2 separate regions of the Sus scrofa genome follow, and region 2 is linked to region 1. Evidence: chromatin contacts called from public HiChIP or PLAC-seq data. All regions are on one chromosome and are shown on one strand. The core of a region is the stretch at or near the end of the contact, and the rest is flanking DNA. Distances in the headings are between cores, read along the strand shown.

Region 1 (4,014 bases), core at 423-2,922:
AGACTTGCAGCTGCATCTTCTATTTTACCCCATAGCCTCGGAACTTCCACACACCATGGGTATGGCCATAAGAAGAAAAAGAAGAATATGGCAACATGATGAGATATCCCTTCCAAAATTAGGCCACAGCTCCAATTCCATCCCTAGCCTGAGAACTTCCATATGCTGCAGGCATAGCCCTCAAAAGACAAAAATAAATAAATAAGTAAATAAAAAACTTTGATATTCTTGGTGTGTGTGTGTAAATTCTTCATTTTCTCTCTTTCTCTTGAATCAGTGACTGGGCGGGGGGAGCCATTCGCCAAGTTGTGAGGCAGCCGTGCTGGGAAGCCCTTGTGGTGAGGGTTCAAGGTCTGCCAATGATCACGGGAGTGACCTTGGAAGTATAACCACCAAGCCAAACAGTCCCAGATTCCTAACCCATACAAACTGTGAGGTAATTACCTGTTTATCGATCTGGGCCTCTACATCTCAGGGTCATTTGCTTCCCAGCAATAGATAATAAAGATGGAGAAGCTGAGAGAAACTCCTGGGGGTCTGATGTATTTGGGGTGATTATAGAGCTAGCACGTGGAGCACCTGCACTGTGCTAGGCTGTGTTCTGTGTATTTTCCATATAGAAATTCACTCCATCCTCACTTTGCTGCTGTGGTTACCACCATGGTACAGACAAAGAAACTGCCATGGAGAGGTTAAGCCACCTGTTCAAGAGGCAGAGTTCAGAGGAAAACTCGCAATCCAGATCTTGAGTCGAGGCTCTTAATTGTGATGCTGTACAGCTCCTCTTGTGGTTAATTATAGTGGAAAGAGAGAAGCGAGTTTGGTTGGAAGGCCATTATAGGCAGGAGTGGAGGGGTACATGAACAGAAACAGAAAGTTGGAAAGGCTCACCGAAGGCTGAATTTGACTTTATTAAGCCTACATCACAGGCATGAAATTACCCACCCCTTTCTCCCACTAAGAGTAACTAGCAGACGAGGAGGAAATCTGCGTCTTTTTTTTCTTTTCTTTTTCTTTTTAGGGGTGAACCAGCAGCATATGAAAGTTCCCAGGTTAGGGGTTGAATCAGACCTACAGCTGCCAGACTACACCACAGCCACAGCAATGCCAGATCTGAGCCATATCTGCGAATGACACCACAGCTCAAGACAATGCCGGACCCTTAACGTGCTGAGTGAGGCCATGGATTGAACCTGCATCCTCATGGATACTCGTTGGATTCATTTCCGCTGCACCACAATGGGAACTCCTGGAAATCTGCCTGTTTTGGGAATGGCAGCATTTTTCAAGTAATGCAGAAAGCCCAAGTAATAAGATAGATGTGACCATCAGTGCTGTTTTGTGATAATGTCTGTTTGCTCAAATAAGTTAACTGACCATCCCAACTGACTCACTCAGAGGAAATAAATTCATCCACAGATTGATCCATGTATCCTTTGCCCAAGATAAAATACATTGTGGTGATTTTTCACAAAAAATGAAAGTCCTAGGCTGTTGTTTTTTGGCCCCTCATTGGGCAAGTAGTTCTAAACAGTCTTAAGAAATCCTGTACATTCCCCCCAAACTGTTTTCACTTTCTCTCTTGGATGGCTTCAACTTAACTTTATTCACACTCTTTTCTTTTTCTGGTCACACCCACAGCATGCCGAAGTTCCCAGGCCAGATTGAGCCCTCGCCACAGCAGTGACCCTCGCCACATCAGTGACAAAGCCAGATTCTTAACCCACTGAGCCATCAGGGAACTCCCGTTTTGCTTCCTTTTTCCTCCTTTCCTCAGTGACTTTCATGCACCCGAAACTGGCACTTAAAACGGTGCAAAGTGTGTTTCAGCAGAGCCTTCGTTATACTTCATGCTGCTGGTCCTGTCCCTGAAGAGGACACCAAGAAATCCCCAGCATCTGTACAAAGAGGACTGTCTGATCTGATTGGTAAAAAAAAAAAAAAAAAAAAAAAAAAAAAAAAAAAAAAATAATCCCCAGCATGCTTTGCTTGTTGCTGATAAAAATGCTTTGTTGTAGTTCCAGTTGTGGTGCAGTGGAAACGAATCGACTAGTAACCATGAGGTTGCAGGTTGGATCCCTGGCCTTGCTCAGTGCGTTATAAAGATCTGACATTGCTGTGGCTGTGGTGTAGGCCGGCAGCTGTAGCTCTGATTCAACCGCTAGCCTGGAAACCTCCATATGCCTTGGGTGTGGCCCTAAAAAGCAAAAAAAAAAAAAAAACCAAACAAAAAAAACCCCACAAAATGCTTTGTTGAATATGTAACAGCAATATGACATAAAAATCAAGGATGCCACTAAAATGTTTTATCAAAATCAAACATTTAATTGCCTCTGTTGGAACAACAAAAGAGAAAATTAATGAGCTCTCCATCCATTTTTTAAAAATAGTAAAAGGAGGGCAAAATAAATATAGACAGTGGTAAGAAAACAAAGTGAAATGAGAAAGTAATGTAACACGCAATACAGAGTATTAACAATACTTAAAATTGTTTTTATAAAAAGTGGTAATTTTAAAAAATTATCTTGTAAATAGACATAAAAGAGGGAAAGAAGGCAAATGCATAAATGTCACAAGTCATATAATGGTAATAATAAACATTATAGACTATTTATGCCCATAAACTTGAAATCTAAACAATAACAACAAAATGCTGGGAAATGAAGCCTGGTTGAGAATTTTAAAGAAGGCGTGAGAATTGACAACTCCCTTTTATGTCCTACTGCGGTGCTGACATTTATCAGGATCATTCAGTCCTGTCACACTTTCACACCTGGTTGCTGATTTTCAAGAATAGAAATTCTTGTCTGAGAAAATTCCTTTTTCCCATCAACACCAGGCTGAGTCTGTTGCTTTGGGTATGTGGGGAATGCCTAGGTTTTACGTAGAGTGATTTATTATTCAATTCTGTGTGCTAGTTACTTTGTGAGTACTTTTATGGGGGAAAAGTCATGGTGAGAAGGTGATTGCATTTTGCATGACATAAAAACAAAAAAATGGATGGAATATTTATGTAACACAACCCTAATTCTTACCTTCCAGGCAGAAAAAAATAAAAACATGTTTATCTTGCAAACTAAATGAGCTCTAGTTCAAGTATTTAGGATTGCACATTTGGAAGGAATGAAATTCCTCTTTCGTTTAAAATATACTGGTATGTGTTCAATTTGGTGTTCTAGTATATAATATGGAAACAAGAACCACTCGAGGGTTTGTTTTTGAAAGTACACCCAAGGCTGATGTATAAAATATAAATAGCTCAGTTGCTAGAGGCACATGAGACTTTCTCTTGGAGAAAGAACCTAAGCTTTGGGTTTACACAGTTGCTGGAACATTCTACCACAGCCACTCACTGCCACGGCCTTACCCTTGACCTTGTCATTACCAGCAGCCAGAGCCCTGTCATATTCCCAATTCTGGATTCCATGCTGCCATCTTCTTCCCAACTTCACTGTTCTTTTACCCCACCAGGATCTTCCACCGATTCAATTTCTGTGACATTGTCCTCCATCCTCACACTTACAGCTTATGCTTTCTCCCTGCCCAGCTTAAATCCCATGTCCATCAGCAGTTACTGCTTTGCAGTAACTCCTCATGTCTCTTAACTCCTCATGTCTCACATCAAACTTGCTTGGGTAAATCACAACCCTAGTTAACTCCAATTCTCCACCCACCCCGTGCCTGCATCTATGCAAGTAAAAATCATGAATCTGTGCTGGCTGGTCTCACATGAAATTTGGGACCATGAACCTTCGAGCTGACTCTCAGGATGCCCAGCAATGGTACCGTTTGTCCCTAATCCCGTGTCTCTCACACTTTCTCTTTAGTTCTGCTAGACTTTCCTCTTCTCTTCTCAAACTTCCAACACCATTTCCCTTTACTGAGGTAATTGAAACAATAAGAAGCAAACGTTCACTACCTTTCCCCTGAACCTACCCACTTATATCTGTGTCCAAACTTGGTCCCTTCCCTGTTCTATGGGTGGGCTGTCTCTGGGGCCATTTAAGCCCTAGC
Region 2 (4,014 bases), core at 766-3,265, 150 kb before region 1:
CCCTTCCACATCTTCCCCTGCACCAACCTCAGCGGCTGAGCAGAATGAGGGCAGTCAATGGAAAGTGTCTGTAATTCCCATCCATTCCTGGGCCCTCTGGAATTTGAACTTATGTTGACTGCATTGTCACTTGAACAGTAAATCTTAACTGTCAAAATATTCTTCAAGGCCGAGAGAGGACTTCAACATGGTCTCTTCAAATCTCTTTTCCATACTCTTTTTTGGCAGCTCTGAAAGAAAATGTTGCTACTGCATTCAAAATTATTGTTTTTAGGATTTTGTGGAAATTCACAAAGGGAATATTTTATTTCACTTTTTTTTTTTTTTTTTTTTTTTTTGGTCTTTTTATGGCCTCACCCGCAGCATATGGAAGTTCCCAGGCTAGGGGTCCAATCAGAGCTGCAGCTGCTGGCCTATACCAGAGCCACAGCAATTTGGGATCCAAGCCACCTCTGTGACCTACACCGCAGCTCACCGCAATGCTGGATCCTTAACCGACTGAGTGAGGCCAGGGATCGAACCCACATCATTATGGGTACTAGTCAGGTTTTTAACCCGCTGCGCCACAATGGACACTCTCATTTCATCTTTACCACAAGCAGAAATACTTATTTCTGATGGAAATAATAATAGACATGGGTATCATGGAAAAATATCATCTAAACTTTTAGATTAGGAAATCCGTCCTGTACCTCCAGAGTACTGCACACTTAGATCCATCAGGAAAATTGCCAGGGACTACCACTGTGGAATTTATCCCTTTGACAAACGTGCTATGCTCCCAGGCAAATTGTACCTCTACATGTTATTGTGTAAAACTGGAGAGATAAATTAATCTTAGCAGCTACTTGGAGGAAGATTATCTGAACATGCCTTACCCTCCTCCGCCCTGAATCAAAATCCAATATTAACTTGTAATCTTTTTCATTTTGCTTTGGTAATTGCACCCTTTGAAGACAATCTATGAATATGCATATGGACCTTAGGCACTTTAATTGCCATTTTGTCCAATTAACAGATAGTTAAAAATGCTTTGTGTGAGTACCTTCCCCCTTCCTTTCGTCACCAAAGAGTGAGCACTCCCGGTAAGGATGAAGGGCAGGAAGCTGTCCGCATCAATGGCAGATGTCAGAGGTGTCAAAAGCGAACACAGCCAACTTCTTCCATTCTGACTTTGTCACTTGACCCTCTAGGTTTGGCTTTTAATGATCAGCTCTTCTCCTTTAACTCATTAACCAGGTCTTGTGGAACTAGTCATGAGATGTTCCCAAAGTTTCAAAATGTTGCTAGAGTCATTTTCATGTGGAGTGTCTTGGGCAGATATTTTCAGGCAAATGAGGAGCAAATCATACCTTTGGCTAAGTTGGTGGTGAGATCCATCTACACTGCAACCCAGCCTTTCTCACATTCCATCAATAGGAGGAGAAGGGCATACCTAGCCTCAAGAAAAGGAAGCTGATTTCATAGAATAGTCAAATAAATACATTTTAAGGGATTTCTTTTTCTTATAACAACGAAAATGAGGAGTTCCTATGGTTAGCAAACCCAACTAGTATCCATAGGGATGTGGGTTCAATCCCTGGCCTCACTCAGTGGGTTGGATATCTGGTGTTTCTGTGAGCCGTGGCATAAGTCGCAGACATGGCTTGGATCTGGTGTTGCTGTGGCTGTGGTGTAGGCCAGTGGCTGCAGTACTAATTGGACTCCTAGACTGGGAACCTTAATATGCTGTGAGTATGGCCCTAAAAAGATAGAAAGAGAGAGAGAAAGAAAGAACGAAAGAAAGAAAGAAAGACAGGCAGACAGACAAAGATGATTATCAAGTTAACTTATGATAATGAACCACCCTTAAATTGTAATGACTCCATATGGGTTTATTTCTCAGTCGTGAAATACATTGTCCAACAGGGGTCAGCAGAAGAATCTTCTTCATTTAGTCTCTCAGGGCCCAGGGTGACAGAGGCTTTGTGCTAACTCATGACCCCATCATCACTGAAGCAGGGAAAGGAAGTGTGCACTCAGCACCACCAATGAAATTTTTCCACACGGAAGTGAAACCTGTCACCTCCCCTCATATTTCATTGGCTGCAGCAAGTCACTGGCCAACCTTAACTTCAAGGGAGCAGGAAATTGCAATCTTAACAGGGACCCCAAAGGGGGAAAACCAAAATATTTGTGAGTAGCTCTAATTATTACCACACTGCTTGTTCCCTGTGACTGACTCATAGGAGTTTAATAATACAACATAGTTTGATGAAGTTTGAGAATTCAGCATTGAGTGTTTTGACTCAGTGTGGGTGACCCTGAAGGTCCATGAGATGTTCTAATGCAGGAGGCAGCTATTTACCTAATGAGTAAGCTCTGTTGTTCCTCACTTGTCACACTCACTCTGATTCATGGAAGGTGATAAAAACTGTATCTCTTATAAGTACAGTTGTCTCTAATGAAAACTTGTTATTGTTTTAGGAACCAAGAAAGGCTTTGTCTTCCATTGAAGAGTTGGCATGCTTCCAGTTGTAAATTAATTAGAATCTGTTGACTCTGAAGAGAACTAGCTTATAAACTTTGAATTAGCCTCAAGAGTTGACCTGTTTTTATCTGCCTTTAACCTTGTTTTCTCCGTTTGTAATTAATTGTAAAACAATGGTATTATATTTGTCCTTATATAAACCCTCAAGCCCTTTTGTGAAAAAGATGGAGAATGAATAAAGAATTGGAGTCAGAGTTCCTGTTGTGGCTCAGTGGTAATGAACCTGACTAGTATCTATGAAGATGTGGGTTCGATCCCTGGCCCTGCTCAGTGGGTTAAGGATCTGGCGATACTGTGAACTGTGAGCTGAAGGTCACAGATGCAGCTTAGACCTTGGATAGCTATGGCTGTGATGTAGACCAGCAACTACAGCTCTGATTCAGCCCCTAGCCTGGGACTTGCATATGCTGCATATGGCTACTTGCATATGGTAACGACTGAGGGAAATGGGTGAAGGATATATGGGGCTCTTGTGAGTTATTTCTTACAGCTGCACGTGAGTCTACATTTATCTCAAAGTTAAAAAAATTTTTTTTTTTAAATTTCAAGAGCCTCCCAAAGATGGTTGACTGCTAGTGCTGGTGTTTTAAGTCTTTTTAAAGAATTTGAAAATGTCAAGATTCTCTTTCAAACTAATTGTTTAATGAAGAGATATCCAATTTTCTATGTGGCAGAAGTCATTGTAGCAAAGACTCGGAACAAGAGTCAAGAAATATTTCCATGAATTACTAAAAAAAATAAAAAAAGAAGTTCCCATCGTGGCACAGTGGAAATGAATCTGACTAGGAACCATGGGGCTTTGGGTTTGATCCCTGGCCTGGCTCAGCAGGTTAAGGATCCGGCATTGCTGTGAGCTGCGGTATAGTTTGCAGACATGGCTCAGATCTGGCATTGCTGTGGCTGTGGCTGTGGTGTAGGCTGGCAGCAACAGCTCCAGTTAAACCCCTAGCCTGGGACCCTCCATATGTTGTGGGTGAGGCCCTAAAAAAGACCAAAAAAAAAAAAAAAAAAAGAAAAGACAAATAAAAATAAATAAAAAAGGCACAAAATTCATACATAAAGGGAGTCCTTTGACTTTTTCTTTCCTTTCCTTCCTCCTCCTCTGCCTCCTTCCCTTTTCTGCCTTCCTTCCTTCTTTCCCTTCTCTTTTTTTCTTTTAAATGATACAATGAAATCCCTTCTATAACTAAAGACTATGGTAAGCAACTGGTAAATAAGACAGAAAAGCTCTCTGTCCATATAGTGCTTATGTTTAAAGAAGGAGACAGTAAAATTGCAATGGTGAATCATGCCTTCAAGGAAAACCAAGAGAGGGCTGAGATGAGATAATGCAGGTGAAGAACCACTCTAGACAAAGGTGGTCACCTGAGGAGGTAAAGGAAGAGAAATAACTAGCACTGGGAAGGACAGGATAAGAGCACTCCAAGCAGAAGGCATAGCATGCACAAACAGCTTCAGAGAGAGATGGATCTGCATTTTTTTTT

What was found. HiChIP or PLAC-seq counts read pairs in DNA pulled down with a chosen protein or histone mark.
Region 2: an H3K27ac HiChIP or PLAC-seq map of alveolar macrophages shows a contact between it and region 1. The contact joins two enhancer-like sites. A contact is called at or near these places in 1 of 47 Hi-C or Micro-C datasets (embryonic fibroblasts) and 1 of 2 datasets of contacts at active chromatin or transcription factors (alveolar macrophages).

The regions. Positions count from the first base shown.
Region 1 is chr5:48,784,164-48,788,177 of Sscrofa11.1, reverse strand. No RefSeq gene overlaps it. Among named protein-coding and RNA genes, the nearest start is that of BCAT1, 28 kb to the left of the region's middle. Within about 2 kb of position 1,672, at least 2 of the 83 cell types and tissues checked have an H3K27ac peak or open chromatin away from gene starts, as enhancers often do. A contact at or near this core is called in alveolar macrophages, where this site is marked.
Region 2 is chr5:48,936,477-48,940,490 of Sscrofa11.1, reverse strand. No RefSeq gene overlaps it. Among named protein-coding and RNA genes, the nearest start is that of BCAT1, 120 kb to the right of the region's middle. Within about 2 kb of position 2,015, at least 7 of the 83 cell types and tissues checked have an H3K27ac peak or open chromatin away from gene starts, as enhancers often do. A contact at or near this core is called in alveolar macrophages, where this site is marked.